Linked DNA regions of Mus musculus: region 1 is linked to region 2. The links are chromatin contacts, called in public HiChIP or PLAC-seq maps. All regions are on one chromosome and are shown on one strand. The core of a region is the stretch at or near the end of the contact, and the rest is flanking DNA. Distances in the headings are between cores, read along the strand shown. Region 1 holds the start of Nell2 (NEL-like 2). Region 2 overlaps Tmem117 (transmembrane protein 117).

Region 1 (6,985 bases), core at 351-2,850, 460 kb after region 2:
GATACAGGGCATCCCCAGTGCCTCTTTTTAAATTCCATCTCCTTGGACAGTTTAGCCCCCTTTTACACCCTCGGGCTAAGCACCTTCCCACAAGGCGAGAAGTTTTCAAAAGCTTTACTCAATCAATTTGCAGGCTGGCTTTTTTTTTTCTGAAATTTTGTTCTGACTAAACAGTATATTCAAATATGATTTGAAGTCTGGACAGTAATGAATAGCCAATATCCACTGAGTTCAAAAAGAAAAAAAAGTTTTAAAATTCTACACGTACAATTATGGTGATATAGGGCTATGCTTCTGTGAACGTCCCCTTGAAATGATTTCAAAATAATCGTAGCAGTAGCATTGCCTTCCCCTCGCCGCTGATCGGCACGGGAGAATGGGGAGCGCTCCATGGTAACCGTGCTTCAAGTACAGACATGTGCAGTAAAAATACCATAAAGGAATTCCTCTGGTCAGGCACCACAGCGCCGAAACTTTGGGAGGTCAGTATTTTAACCAAGATTGAGCTATCTTGTTTCCTTCCCAAATCCATTCCACCCAAATGAGGCGTTTGTGTTACAATTTATTGTTCCCTAGACGCCCAAATCACCCATCTGCCTCTGGAGTTTCTAGTCGGTAATTAAGGCACTATCCATTAGAACCACCAAGTGCACCAAGTAAGGAGGAGGAAAAGGAGTGCGAGGGGGAGGAGGGGAGGAGAAAGAACCCACTTAAAAAGAGTCAGACCCTGAGCTCACAGAGACCCCCTCGCCCCAGCTGGGACTCTCCGCCCGCTCCGTGCAGCGTGCAGCGCCAAGCCAAGTTACCAGAAGCCGCAGAGCCAGCTCCCCGCAACACACATGGGGCTCCACACTGGGCCATACCTTGGAAGAGGAAGGCTTTCGTCCCATTATGCAGTCCCGGGACTTGGCGCACTCCATCTGTAGACTCCCCAAGTTCTAACTCTGTTAAGACGTCAATCTGTAGGGAGGGGTCCACACCAAGCCCCCAAACTGGTGGGAGTGGGGAAGGGTAGGAAAGAAAGAAAGAAAGGGGGCCATTAAAACGCAAGCTTCTACAGCAGCAAAGAAAGCACGCGTCTTGGCGACGATATTGGAAGTGCTGACAAGAGGCAACTCGCTCCTCCACAGGGAGAGCCTTACCTGGACGCGCTGTCAAGCTTAAAATAGCAGAGCGCTGGGTCCCATCTCCTGACCTACTTTAAGCCCCTCTCTGTGCAAAGTTCCCCCTCAGCCACAGACCCTAAGGGTGTGACCCGCCTCGCTGTCCCCAGGACAAGCACAGAAAGGACCCAAATGCAAATCCTCCAGAGCTCCCCAATCCAGAGGGACACCGGGCGGCGACCCCATGGCGGGGAACATCCCGGCCCTGCTCGGCGGCCACTCACCCGCTCCAAGCCCGAGGATCACGCAGAACGTTCTCAGTAACACCCGGGATTCCATGGCGTGCATCGTCTCAGTCCATCGTCTCCCTCTTTAAAAATAAAGATAAAAACCAAGAGGTGCTGGGAGTGAAGCGGGAAAGCCGCGCTGGCCCCTCCTGCGACCGCCTCGGCGTCGCCACCCGGGCTCAGACACCTAAGACCGAGCGGGGCGGCCCCCCCCGGGTGCGCGCCGAACTTGGAGCCGCCTCTGCGCGCATCGCTCCCGCACGCGGCGGGCCGCAGCCGGGTCAGGCTCTCGGGGACCTGCGGGGACCTGCACCGAGCAGCGCCCCGCCGAGCCACGCGGCCCGGGCGCGCACGCAGAGGAAGGGAGGCGGCTTCGGGAAAGCCGGGCCGGGCCGCCCCGCACCCGCCCGCGCTCCCGCGCCCGAACCTGTTGGAAAGGCGGAGACAATGGCGAGAGCCTGGAGCCGCCGAGACCGCTCCGGGAGGGCGGGGCGCGAGCCGGGGCGCGGGCGGGGCGGCCTCTTTTTCCCCCTGCACACGCAGCGCCTGGTCCAGCCAGCCCTGCCCGCAGAGGTCCTCAACCACCCTCGCAAGCCCGCAACCGCAGCCTCCGCTCGGGATCCTAGGATCTCAATGCCAGGTGCCAAGTTGATGGGCGGCGTTTGCACTCACCCCCTCGAAATCGGGCGCGTGTCTCCAAAGCCCGGCGAGAGAAAGGACCACCCAGCCGCAGGAGGCGAGGTTGCAAAGAAAGGCACCCGGCCGCCTCGGGCAAAAGAGGGAAGCCCTCACTTAGACACTCACGCTGCACGGCAGCCCCGGCGCAGGGCACCCCCTCCCGGGCGGGAAAAGGAACCCAGCCAAAGCACGCAAGACTCCTAGGTGAAGCTGGACAGGCGCGGGAGACCGAAGGAGATGGGTAGTGAGCAGGGGAAGCCTGGCCAGCCCAGACTGAGAGGCTTTCTGCCCAGGGCGGGGCGCTGGAGAGCCTCCAGGCGCAGACAGCACACAGAACTTAGCCAAGTGCCAGGAGCTGCTGGACAGCTCCAGAAACCTTAGAGTGCTTCCCAAATCCAAAGTCCAGGACACTACACAGCAGCAAGGGTCAAAGGGCAAGGCAAGGGGATTCTACCCACTGAGAAAAACAAGTGTCAGTACGTGTTAGAATGAATAGATGATACAGATAAGACTATGTATAGATGGATGGATGGATGGATGGATGGATGGATGGATGGATGGATGATGGTAGATGAATGGATAGATGAAGGATGGACGATAGGATGGTAGATAGGTTGATAAGTAGGTTTGTAGATACATAGTAAGATAAGTATATTTTTATTAAGTAAAAGATTGAGCCCAGGAAACTAAGAAGCCCACTCACTGTTGACCATACTCATGTAGACTTTACTCACCCCCCCTCCTCATACATTCTTAGGACTAAAAGAGTGGGATTATTTGTGATTATTAGAAGACTGAATAAATAAATTAAACATCAACGACGTGTATATTTTTCGAGTGCTACCTAAATTTTGCATTGAATTTTTAAGTCAGTTCTCTTCCATCATGGATAAGTTAGTTTCAAGAGTGAGTAAAACACCCATCTGTTTCTAGAGAGCTCTGAGTCCTCCTCCAATTAATCAGAATCTGCTTTCAACAAGACCTGAACCAAACACAGCAAGCCATAGGCAATATGAGATGTCACACACTGCATACATCATTGCTACACACATCACAGTAGTGATGGGGAGACACGTCTACCTAAGTTCTTGGAATATTTAACGGGGGATAAGAATTTTGAAACTTTATCGATAGTATTTATTAATCCCCCTTAATCAAAATTTTCACTAAATTTTAAGACAAAATCTTACAAACTTTGAGAACTATTCCAATGCTCCCATGTAAGGATTGGAGGGCAACATCTCAAATTTGCTAAAATAAAATAAACGAAAAGGAAACTATTTCTTGTGCAGCTTAAAGATCTTTCTACAATAGTATATTCAAATATTGATCAATATAATATCAACATATACCATATCAATATAATATCAAATATAATATCAATATAATATCAGCAATGGCTACATAAAATGTGTATCAATGAATAGTGCTATTTAAATTATGGTTGGAAGAGAAACAAGAGGGATGTGAGTAGAGGCACATGCCCAGTATCCTCACAACACTCCTACCTGTGGAAAAGGAGGAATTAGAGGGTGGATCCGAGTGAAGCAGTATAAGAAGATCGATGAACCAAAGAGTTGCAGCAAACTCTAGTATGGAAAGGGAAGCAAGCAAACAACAAACAAAAACCTCTCTTCCAGAGAGCAGTGTTGGCATGAACTTGGTCTAGCACAGTAGATTCCCTTTAGAGTCCTAGAGAAATATCCAATAACAAATCTCTCATGTTTGAACCAGCAAATCTTCTGATTTATTACCTAGGCAATATCTATTTAAAAAATAATTAGCTACTAGAGTGCTCGCCCAGCATGCAATAGGTTCTACTGACAGCAGCACGCATTGAAAGATATCATGTAGAACATGTGATCGCAGCATTCAGAAGATGACGAAGACAGGATCAGACTACAAGGTCATCTTCAGCTACTTTGTGAATCCAAGACCAGCTTAGGTTATGTGAGAGCCTGCCACTGCTCCATAGATATGCAAACACATAAATTGGCCCAAAAAAATGAAATTTTGGTCAAAATGGTTGACCACACTAGACTTTAAAAGGGTCCTCTCTCACTGTGAGCACGTCTTCATGCCCAGCACTTTATTTATAAGTGAGATTTACACTGACAAAAGAAATTCCTCAACATGCTAGGAGATGAGAGGTGGAGCTTTGCTGGTGGAGTGATTGGGAGAAACTAGGACACGGGGTTCCAGACGCCACAGGAACCCTAAGGTAATGTATATTTTATCATACACACTAGATAATGGACTATGACCAAAGCCAGAAAGGGTGAGCTACTTCTGCTCAGTTTAACAAGTGAAGGGACCTTGGCATGATCACAATGACATCTGCTATATCAAGAGGGAAGTAAAAGCAGAATGGTGGATAGTTGGGTAACCACACGAGGCTTCTCCAGCCCTGGAAAATGTCTGCTGGTTCTGTTGTTTCTGTGTCACTACGGAGCAAACTGTTACAAGTTTAATTGCCTAAAACAACAACATTTGTGATCTTCCGATTCCCTTCGTGGTGACTCCATCACCAGTCTGTCCATGCACTGACGAGACTACATCTATTCTGCAAGCTGGGGAGGAGAGTCCCCCTGCTGCTTTAAGCAGTGTGGGCACCCCTTGGCTCGTTCTCCCATTTTGTCTTTAGAGCCACCCATGGTAAAGAAAGTTTTATTAGACCTCAACAGTTCTCAAAATACAACTTGAAAATCTTCTCTGGCCTAACAGGATTTCTACAATAATATTAAAACCATTTGCATATCCCAGGATAATCACTCCTTCTTAGCCTTAATGACAAGTATGAAATCCCTTGGCCATGTAAAGTATCATACCCAGACTCTAGGTGTTAGGATATAGCTATCCTTGGGTACGCATCCTTCTAATAGTTATAATACTTAGAAATTATCTAAATAGATATCGATTTTCATATGTAAGATAATCATAACACAGATGTAGTAAAGGTACCCATAGGATAGTAAGGTCTATCTAACTTAACCTAGCTTAACTCTAATGTAAATGGTAACGTGGGTGTCTGCCTGGATGGTGGAACATGTTTATATACTCCGAAACATGAGTTAAAATACTACACAGAGATGTGAGTCTAAAAACACAATAGTTATAATGGATACAAAAATATCAAAGTAAAAAGAAAAGGTTTGTGGAACACAAAATACAAGTAAATGAAAATAAATAATAAAATGGTAGACTATAATTCAACTGTTAATAATTACAATAAATGTAAATGATCTAAAACAAAAGAATGGGGTTTTTCCACAATAGATCAGGAAATATAAACTAGCTAACTACATGGGATTAAAAAGTAATCACTCCAGAGAGAGTAAATTCAGTTAAACATAGAGGGTTTTTAAAGGTATCTTAAACAGAAATACATCAAAAGAGAGTTGAAGGGGCTATAAAATTGAGAAAGTAAGTTTACAACAAAACAAATTAGCAAGACAACAAATGTCTTTACAGTCAACTCAAGAGGAGGATCACTTGTCATAAGTGGTCGGCCTTCTAGGAACACAGGGCAACCTCCATGATAAGGCACACACCTGACAGCAAGGAATCAAAACACCTGGGATACTTATCCCCAAAGAAACTGAGACAGACATTATGTGAGAGACAGGCAAATCCACAGTAATATTTAGAAACTTTTGTTTTTTTCTCTCATAATCTGATAACATCATCTCTAGTCCCATATGCTCAACACCAACTGCACTAGACATCTGGGGAAGAAATAACATCCGGTAATCACAATTTTTCCAAAAAATAAAAGAGTAAGAAACATCCACCAGCCTATTTTTAAGAAACAATCACTATTTTAGACTAAAATTAGACAAACAAGTAACAGAAAAGCAAGACTCAGAACACAAAAGCAAAATACGCCTTTTGAAAATGCACAAATTATCTTCAACAAAATATTAATGAGTCAACCACCAATATCTAAAAATAATACTACAAACATGAGGGTTTCATTTTAATACTGCAAAACATTAAATTCTCTGATATCCATCAAAGCAAACTGCTGAACTTATCATGTATAGAAGATCACATGATTTTATCAACTGGTGCATGGACAGCATTTGACAAAGTTCAACAACTAATCATAAAATAGCAAATTATATTCTCAGGAGCAAAATTAGAAAGTAATGACATAATCTAATTGTCACATGGAAAAGATGCTATACCTTAGCTACGAGTGGAAGATTCTAAGGCAAGTTGCAGGTAATGAACTTGAGAGTAAGAAAAAAAAAACAAACAAAAGTTGTTTGTCTTATAAAACAAGAAACGGTTTCCCCTCAGCAACATGGTCATCTCATGTGAAATTTTCACAGCACCCATGAAAAATCTGTAAAGGGTGACTTTTGCATATCAAAACATACAGAACATAAAACATGAAGCAATTGGTCACATACACATTACTATCCGGGAATGATGTAACTACAATTAATTTTAAAACATTTACAATGCATTAAAATAATTATATGGTAATCTGAAAAAAATCATAGGGAAGATTTTTCCATGGATAACTGTAGAACATTGCTAAGGAAATAAGGACAAATGGATCTGCAGTGCCCGTGGATGGGATTTACTGTCGGTAATGCATTCATTAACTTCATACTGAGCTAAAGAGTCCAGACAATCCTAACCAGAAGGCTCTGTACACAACCCAGTGAGGAGCTGATCATCAAATGCATAGAAAATACAAAAGCCAAGAGCATTTCTGGAAAAAACAAATGCCATCACAGGATGACAGGAAGCAAAGCCTGTGACTTCCATAACACACAATAATGCTGAACACATCCAGGCTGTGAGGCTGGAGGTTAAGCATTCAGAGAAAACAGAACCGTATATATATATATATATATATATATATATATATATATATATATATATGTATATATATATATATATGCA
Region 2 (7,854 bases), core at 2,584-5,083:
TTTCCGATTTTGTTGCTCTTTGACTTGGGGGTGGATAATTTTTCTCTAGAGCTCAGAGGATGAATGCTTCTGACCTAAAACTCACTGAAGACAGACGTGGCGAGCCCGGCAGTTCAACGCCACTGCCCTGGAGCCTTTACATTCTGTTACGTGCTACCATTGGCTAGTCTGCAGGGGCAGAGGCAGGCGCAGAAGCTTCAGGGCTGTTCAGAAATGGAGCATTTACTGGGAAAGATGAAAACAGAGGGTACCACATTGAGACCAGATAACTGAGGACCCAGCCTGCTGTTTCTGAGACTGCATTTATTCAAGGCATCGCGAATACAGTCTAGTGCTGTGTTGTTTCAGAAAATAAATAACTCTAAAGAATCGGAATAGGCATAATGTGACAGCCTCTTTTTAACAATAGTCATTGCAAAAGCTACTGAAAATATAGGAAGGAACCCCAGGTGCAGAAAACCGTAGCATACTAAAATCCACTTTACTTTATCAAATCATTTGAAACTATCAAACCAAAATCAAATCAAATAATTTGAAATTAATATCATCATATTACCTCTCCAAGAAATGCCTCTGTGATTGGTTTTTTTTTTAAGTAAATAGGTTTTTTACTATATTAGGTGTATAAGTAGGTACTATAGATACTATAGGTTTTTACTATAGATGTCTACTTATTAGCTCTAATATTTACTTTCACTTCCTCAATATTCCTTATTTTCATTTTCAGTTAAATTTATTCACTTGGACAGGGAACTCTTTCCTATTTCAGTACTTGGATACATTGTGTGATTAGGATACACACACACACACACACACACACACACATATTCCAAGTTATTTTCTTTTAGATTTTTGAGAATCACAACAAATAATTGCTGTTTATTGTGTTGTGAATAGCACACAGGAACTCCTCATTCCAGCGCCTGGCAGGTGGCACAGTTGATAACACACTTGCCCACCAGCAGGAAGACATCTCAGCACTGGGGAGGCAGGGCTGCAGGAGCCCTGGGGCTCACTGACCAACTAGTCTAGAACTACTGGACTCCAGAATCAGTGGAAAAGTCTTGGACATCAACCTCTGACCTCTTCACACACCTGTGCACACACATGCACACACCAGCTTTAGCCAAGAGTTCTCTGGCTAAGCAGTCTTTCCCTCTCCTCCCCTTTCCTTCTCCCCTCAGCCTCTGAAAATTACCATTCCATTCTCGACATTCAAAGGATCATTGTTCTTTAGTCTCTACATGCGATTGAGTGGGATCATGTGTTACTTGGCTTTATAGACCAACCTTATTCTTCCTGTCTCCAGGTTCTTCCAAGTTATTACAGATGTCGTGATTTCATTGTTTGTTTTTTTAAGACTGTATTCTTAGTCAAGGTATTCAGAACATAATGAAGTGGGGTATGTGTGTGTGTGTATATTTTCTGTGGTTCATTAGATTGCCTAAGGTACAATCTAGGTAGTTCCACAATACTATCTAACACTGGAGAGACCACGAATCTGGTCGCTGTTGAGGCCATGAGGCTGGACATCCCAGAAGTCCTAGTTAGGTGCTGAAGGGTTGGTGGATTTGTGGAGAGCTGCTAGTCTTCAGTATACATAGGAAGAAGTTGATCCTGATGTTGGTGAAGGAGTCCAGCAGCAACATCACAGGTGAACTTGTCTTCGAGAGTGAGAGCAAGCAGGCAAAGAGCCAGGTTCCATTCTTCCGTGTTCTTTTATGTGGGCTGCCATCAGAAGGCGCTATCTGCATTTAGGCCTTCTTGCTTTGAATAATCTGAACAAGAAAAATCCTTCACAGAAGCGTCCACATGCTTGGGTTTTAGTTGATAGCATGTCAAGATGACGAGCAAGGTTAGCCACCACCACACACGGCATACGTTCTATTCTGTATACATACAACTTTGCCTTTACCCGTCCGTCAGTTGATGATGTTTTGCTGTTTCTTAGCCACTGTGAACAGTGATATGATAAACATGGAAGGCAAATGTCTCTTCCATGCACCGATTTTGTATCCTCTAGTTATACACCTGTGGGTAGTGTTTTTGGATCTGCCTAAAGCTTTGGGAGAGATTGTTCCACACTAATGTCTACCAACAGTGTGCCTGGACTCCCTTCTACCTTGCTTCTCTGTCACTGCGATCAAACATAGATCAAAAGCAACTTGGGGAGGATTCTTCATTCAGCTTACAAGTTATATTCCATTATTGAGGGAGTTTGGGGCAGGAACAAAAGCAGAGACCATAGAGGGATGCTGCTTACTTTTTTTTTTCCTGTGACTTGCTCAGTACCTTTTCTCTCCAATACCAGGACCACTTGCCCAATGGATGACAACATGAATAGTGGCTGGGCCCTCCTCTATCAATTAGCAATCAAGAAAAGGCCCACAGGCAAATTCAATGGAAGCAATTCAATAGAGAAACCCTCTTCCCAAGGTCCCTGACACACGAGGACAATCTTCTTCTCCACACCACCTGCCTTCTTCTCTTGATAAGAGGCATCTTTGCTGGGATTGTACCACATTATGGTTTCGATCAGAATCTCCCAGAAGACCAGCGATTCTGAGTTTTTCATTTTTTTTGTGAATCAGTGAGTTTTACTGGGGTCACAGGAGGGTGGTGGAGACTTAGTTAACAGGAGCGTGGACAATTTACTAGTGGCTACACCCGTGAAGGAAATGCATCTACCTTGCTCAACAACTAGACACTGCCTATAGATCCTCTGGGAGACATGGGCCTTATGGGTGCCTGGCCCTCCAGGTGCTGCTGTCAAACTGTGTGCTCTGTGGGATAAATATTAATCCAGAGAAGAAGGCAAGGGAAAGGGAGCAGTAAGCTGCAGAGTGAAGAATACAGGAAAGGAGCCAGAATAGAAAACCAACCTGGGAAAAAAGATGTTGGAGAAGTGTTTCCCAGAAGAAAGCAAAGCTAGATGTACTGGCAAGGACCTGTTGTCCCAGAAACAGGGGTCTGGGCCAGCAGGCTAAGGCAGGAGTACTGCAAGCATAAGGCTAGTTGGGCAATTTAATGATACCCTTTCTCAAATTGTTTCTTTACGGGGGTAGAGGTTGAGCTATAGTCCGTAGTACACTTCTTGTCTGTTGAGTGGGAAGTCTGGTTTTCACCTCCCCCCAAATGGACTGAATGCACACAGATTATGAAGATTCATCTACTTTTTAAAACTTGGGCCTTTTTTTACTCTTGATATTTAGAATATTACATAGTCTGTATCAAGCCCCTTGCCAGAAGTATAATTAGCAAACATTGTCTCTCATTCTTTCTTCAATCCATAGCTTCACTGGACACGATTGATCACTCTTTAGGGTATAGGAGGATTGGAACCCCGGGCTCCCCTCATGCTACTTTCTTGAATTGTATCATGAGCCCTCATCACTAGTAAACAGTTTCAGAGAAGGGCATGGCTAAGTTGCACAGCTGGCCTTAAACTCATTTGTGCCCTAGGATATCCTTTACTTTTCAATGTCCCCTGCCCCAGTCTCTCAAGTGCCTGGGGATTACAGGCGCATGCACCAGCTTCGGCTCTCCCTCCTAACTTCTAGGACACCCTCCTCCAGTTTCTCTTTTATATTTTAAATGCTGGGTTTCTCAGTACTCCACCCACTTTGTGCATCCTGACCTTAAACCAATAGCTGTATTACTGACGTCTTGTCTGTACCGCTAACCTCAACTTCTATGAGCTTTTCAACTATCCACATAACACTTCGGCTTAGCCCCCTTTCCATTTATGAACAATAGGGGTGGTCTTGGGCTCAGCATTCTGAAGGCTGGGAGGTTCAAGAATGTGACTGTGGCATCTGGTGAGGGCCTCTGTGGTACATGACAGAAGGACCAGCAAACACAAGCAAGGGCGCGGTTCGCTAACCATCCCGAAAAGCCTTGCGTCTTCACACACTGACAATGGCATTTAAATGTCAATGCTGGGTGAAGACTTTCAGATGGTAGCATAGGACTGTCACACTGTTCCACGTTAGCGTGTGTGAAGTAGCAGACCCACGCCCCGGTCATCTCGGGAGGATTCAGTTCCCTAAGCTCCTGGACAGATGCTGTAGCCGCTCCTCAGTGTGCTGAGACATCAGTTGGGAACACCTTCACATAGGCACCTGGATCTGAGTACCTGAATGCTTAGCTTACATTATCATTCCATAGTTCAGCCACTGCAGTAATTTCCTCACTGGGCTCTTATACCAGCCCTGTTCCCAGCACCAGGCTGGCCTGTCAGTTTCTGGCTCCTCCCAGGTGTCTTTGAACACACTTCTTCTGGCTGATATGATCCTTTCCTTTTCCTTCCTTCCGTCCTTCCTTCCTTCCTCCTTTTATCTTCCTTCCTGTCTTCCTCCTTTTCCTCCTTCCTTCCTCCTTTCTCCCATTTCTTTCTTTTTCTTCCTTCCTTCCTTCCTTCCTTCCTTCCTTCCTTCCTTCCTTCCTTCCTCCCTGTCTTTCTTTCTTTCTTTCTTTCTTTCTTTCTTTCTTTCTTTCTTTCTTTCTTTCTTTCTTTCTTTCTTTCTTTCTTTTTCTTTCTTTCCATCTCTCTTTCTCTCTTTCTTTCTCTCTTTCTTTTCTCTTTTTCCTTCCTTCCTTCCTTCCTTCCTTCCTTCCTTCCTCCCTTCCTTCCTTCCTTCCTTCCTTCCTTCCTTCCTTCCTTCCTTCTTTCCTTCCTTAAGTTAGGGTTTCACTATGTAACTCTGGCTGTTCGGGCACTCTATATAGACCAGGCTAGCCTTGAACTCAGAGAGCTCCCCTGTCTCTGCCTACTGAGAGTTGGAATTAAAGTTGTGTCCCACCAGACCAGTCCCCGGCTAAAATCCACTTTCTGTCTTTCATGGGCGTCAGTCTCCACATGAGGATCGCCTGAAAAGAAGTTTCCTTCCCACTACAGCACCTGGGGCCAACCCATTACTTTGGATCCCCTTTTCCTGCCTTAATTCAGAATGCTTATCACTATGTAACATCATATTTCACCCGTGGATAGACTTTTCAGCTATAGTATAGACAGTCCTGGAAAAAAATTGTAATTCTAGAAACGAAGCCATCGTAACCAAGTTCGAAGGTCACTTATCTCTGTCTCCATGGTACATTTTGATCCCCTTTCTGTTTGATCCTCTTTCTGTTGTGAGGAGCACGTTTTCATATTGACTCTTTCCCCCCACAGAACCGTACCATCAGTCCTTTTGTTCATGAAGATAAATGACCACAGTATTAAATTTAAAATTTACTAAGGACAATAACAGCTACTTTGTATCAGTGAGCAATTAATTCTCCCATATAGCTCACAGAAGAAATCAGCCATTCAGACAATTGAATGTCACCATTGCTGGCAGCATGTGCACAGCCAGCCAGGTTGCAGCAGTGACATTTGTACCCAAAACAATAGAGCAGAGAATGATCAGGGGACTGTGCTGTGTCCTACAGCCAGTGTCTGAAAACAGTACAAATGCTCTAATGAATTTCTTCCACTGGACTTCATTCTTTCTGTGGAAAGGGAATTCTTTTGAGTATCGGGCAAGCAAAAACACACAGTTAACATTCACTCTTTTAAGGCATGCCAAGTAAGGGCTGGAGACATGACTCAGCAGTCAAGAGCACTGGCTGCTTTTCCATATGATCCAGGTTCAATTTCTAGCACACACATGCTGGCTTACATCTTTAACTCCATTTCAGTGGGGTCCTACTCCCTTTTCTGGTTTCCATGGGTACAAGGTATGCACATAATAACACAAACAGGGAGACAAAACAATAACACACAAAATAAAAATATGTGAATCTTTAGAAAGAGCAAGTGCTAAGTAGGTTGGGATTGACAGACCTTGGAAGGTAAAGCTGAAATGAGCCATTGCTGTGTTTCTTTGAATACAGCGCTACCTCTCACTGCTGTCTTCTTAGCCAGCCATTGCGCTCTCCTCTTCTTTCCCCAGGAGTCTCTAAGATGTTAAGCACTCCCTCCCTCCTGCTCCTGAACTGTGTTGCCCCAGTCAGGGTTATTGATTTCCCATTATTCCTAGAGGCCACATGATGCATTTCCATTAGTGTAAACACTTTTAAGACCGGCTTTTATTTGTCCTTCCTCACATCCATCTGCCAGGGCAGGGCATCGGTTTGCTTCCAGTTTGGAGTGTAAAGGAATGATGTTTTCAGGGTCTAGATGTACTGAAGCTTGTTTGTAAAAAACCTACTGCTTCCTCACTACAGCCTTGAGGCAAGTTCTCTTAAAAGTAATAGAGTGTAGTTAACTTTTCAGACCTGCTCTGGGCTAGATTGGTGTTTTTAGAGGTAATAAACGAATACTTACAACTCGCTGATGTATGCTCTCTTTAGAATTAGCTGGGGGAAGTGTGTGGACTTCTGAGAGAAAGTAAACAAAAACACAGTTCATGAAGGAAGAAAACGATCACAAACCACACCCTTGTGGTTAACTTGATCGATCATTTAGGAGACAACGATTTTTCTAGTTTGGGGGTATTTGGAAATAGAAACACATGAAAAACATCACATTCTGGGCTGGAGAGGTGGCTTAGAAGCTCAGAGTGCTGGCTGCAGTTGGAGAGGACTTCAGTTTGGTTCTCAGCACTCTAGTTCCCAGGGGATTCTATGCCGCCTTCTCATCTCCACGGGTGCTAGGGACATGCGTGGTACACATCCATCCATTCAGGAAAACAACATACACGCAAAATAAAATGGATTATTCTTTAAGAAGAAAAGAGAGAAAGTTACATTCATTAAAACATTTCAGGAAAGGGTATGGATTTGTTTTACAGATCAGTGAAGCATCCCTGCTCGGAGTTGGCTAAAACCTCCCTCAAACAGAAAATCAAGAAATCCATTCCCCCTCAATTAAATACTTTACACAGCTCATAAGGTTATAGAACAATTTCTCTTAAGGAAGTAAAAAGAGTGACAATGAAGAGAAGCTATGAATGTGACATGAGGAGAGGGTGGGTATCAGGGGACAGGTGAGGCCAGCTTCCAGCCACCCCTCTCCTGAGCATCCTTTACAGTTACAACCAAGCACCTGTGATGTTCTAGCTTGGCCTCAACATACCTGCCAGACCCCAGTGTGGGAAATAACCCTCCCACAATTCTACCTCAAATGCCTTCTACACTTAGTCTCTGGTTCTCTGACTTAGTTTGACAAGTCTCATAGCTTCTTTCCTTTAAAGGGTGACAAGAAAGATGACTCCAAACATCCTTGATCAATTCTCCAAACATCTTCAGTATTTATTCTTGCCTTTCACCATAGTAGTGTCAGGGTTCTCTAGAGGAAAAGACCCATTAGAAAATATGTGTATTCATGTGTGTGTGTGTGTAATTTATATATGTATATTAAGAGGATTTATTAGAGTGCCTTACAGACTGTGTAGGCAAGCAGGCAGAAAACAAGAGCTTCCTTCTCCCATGTCCTTTTATGTCCTAAATCTGGCTGCCACCAGATGGTGTGGCCCAGATTTAGGGTGAGTCTTCCCACTTCAAATGATCCAAAAATAGGTGGGTCATCCCTCCTTAAATAATTCAATCAAGAAAAATTCCTCACAGGTGTGCCCAACTACTTGAGTTTTAGTCAACTCCAGATGTTCATTGACAGCCAAGATTAGCCATCTTATCTACCCTCGCTAATGATCTACTTTCTTCTTTTCTTTGTGATCTTTGCAAATAGCTTAAACTGCATGTCACTATGTTCAAGGTCTCACTGAAGCTGGATGATAAGGACAAAACAAAACACCCAGTTTTTCAACGTTTCAGATGTTGGAGTGATGCATAATGATCACTGTGCTATTTCTCATACCCAAATCCACTCCGTGCTTCCACTCCCAGAAACACAAAAGGGATCACGTTGCCCTT

Evidence for each region. HiChIP or PLAC-seq counts read pairs in DNA pulled down with a chosen protein or histone mark.
Region 1: an H3K4me3 HiChIP or PLAC-seq map of embryonic forebrain shows a contact between it and region 2, with 5 times the contacts expected there. The contact joins the promoter of Nell2 here to the enhancer-like site in region 2. A contact is called at or near these places in 5 of 39 promoter capture datasets (cranial neural crest, hippocampal neurons, liver and 2 more), 2 of 484 Hi-C or Micro-C datasets (cerebellar granule neurons and cerebral cortex), 7 of 115 datasets of contacts at active chromatin or transcription factors (astrocytes, craniofacial prominence, embryonic forebrain and 4 more) and 2 of 9 other capture datasets (adipose tissue and embryonic stem cells).

Annotation. Positions count from the first base shown.
Region 1 is chr15:95,526,414-95,533,398 of GRCm38.p6, forward strand. It overlaps Nell2 (NEL-like 2), which reads right to left and starts at 1,601. Exons shown (of 20, transcript NM_001356951.1): 1 at 1,388-1,601; 2 at 864-992. The coding sequence starts at 1,451.
Region 2 is chr15:95,060,783-95,068,636 of GRCm38.p6, forward strand. The region is part of intron 6 of Tmem117 (transmembrane protein 117); the gene reads left to right. Gm30810 (a long non-coding RNA gene) reads right to left here. Exons shown (of 4, transcript XR_384360.4): 4 at 5,203-7,854. Among named protein-coding and RNA genes, the nearest start is that of Gm30810, 15 kb to the right of the region's middle. Within about 2 kb of position 3,834, at least 3 of the 459 cell types and tissues checked have an H3K27ac peak or open chromatin away from gene starts, as enhancers often do.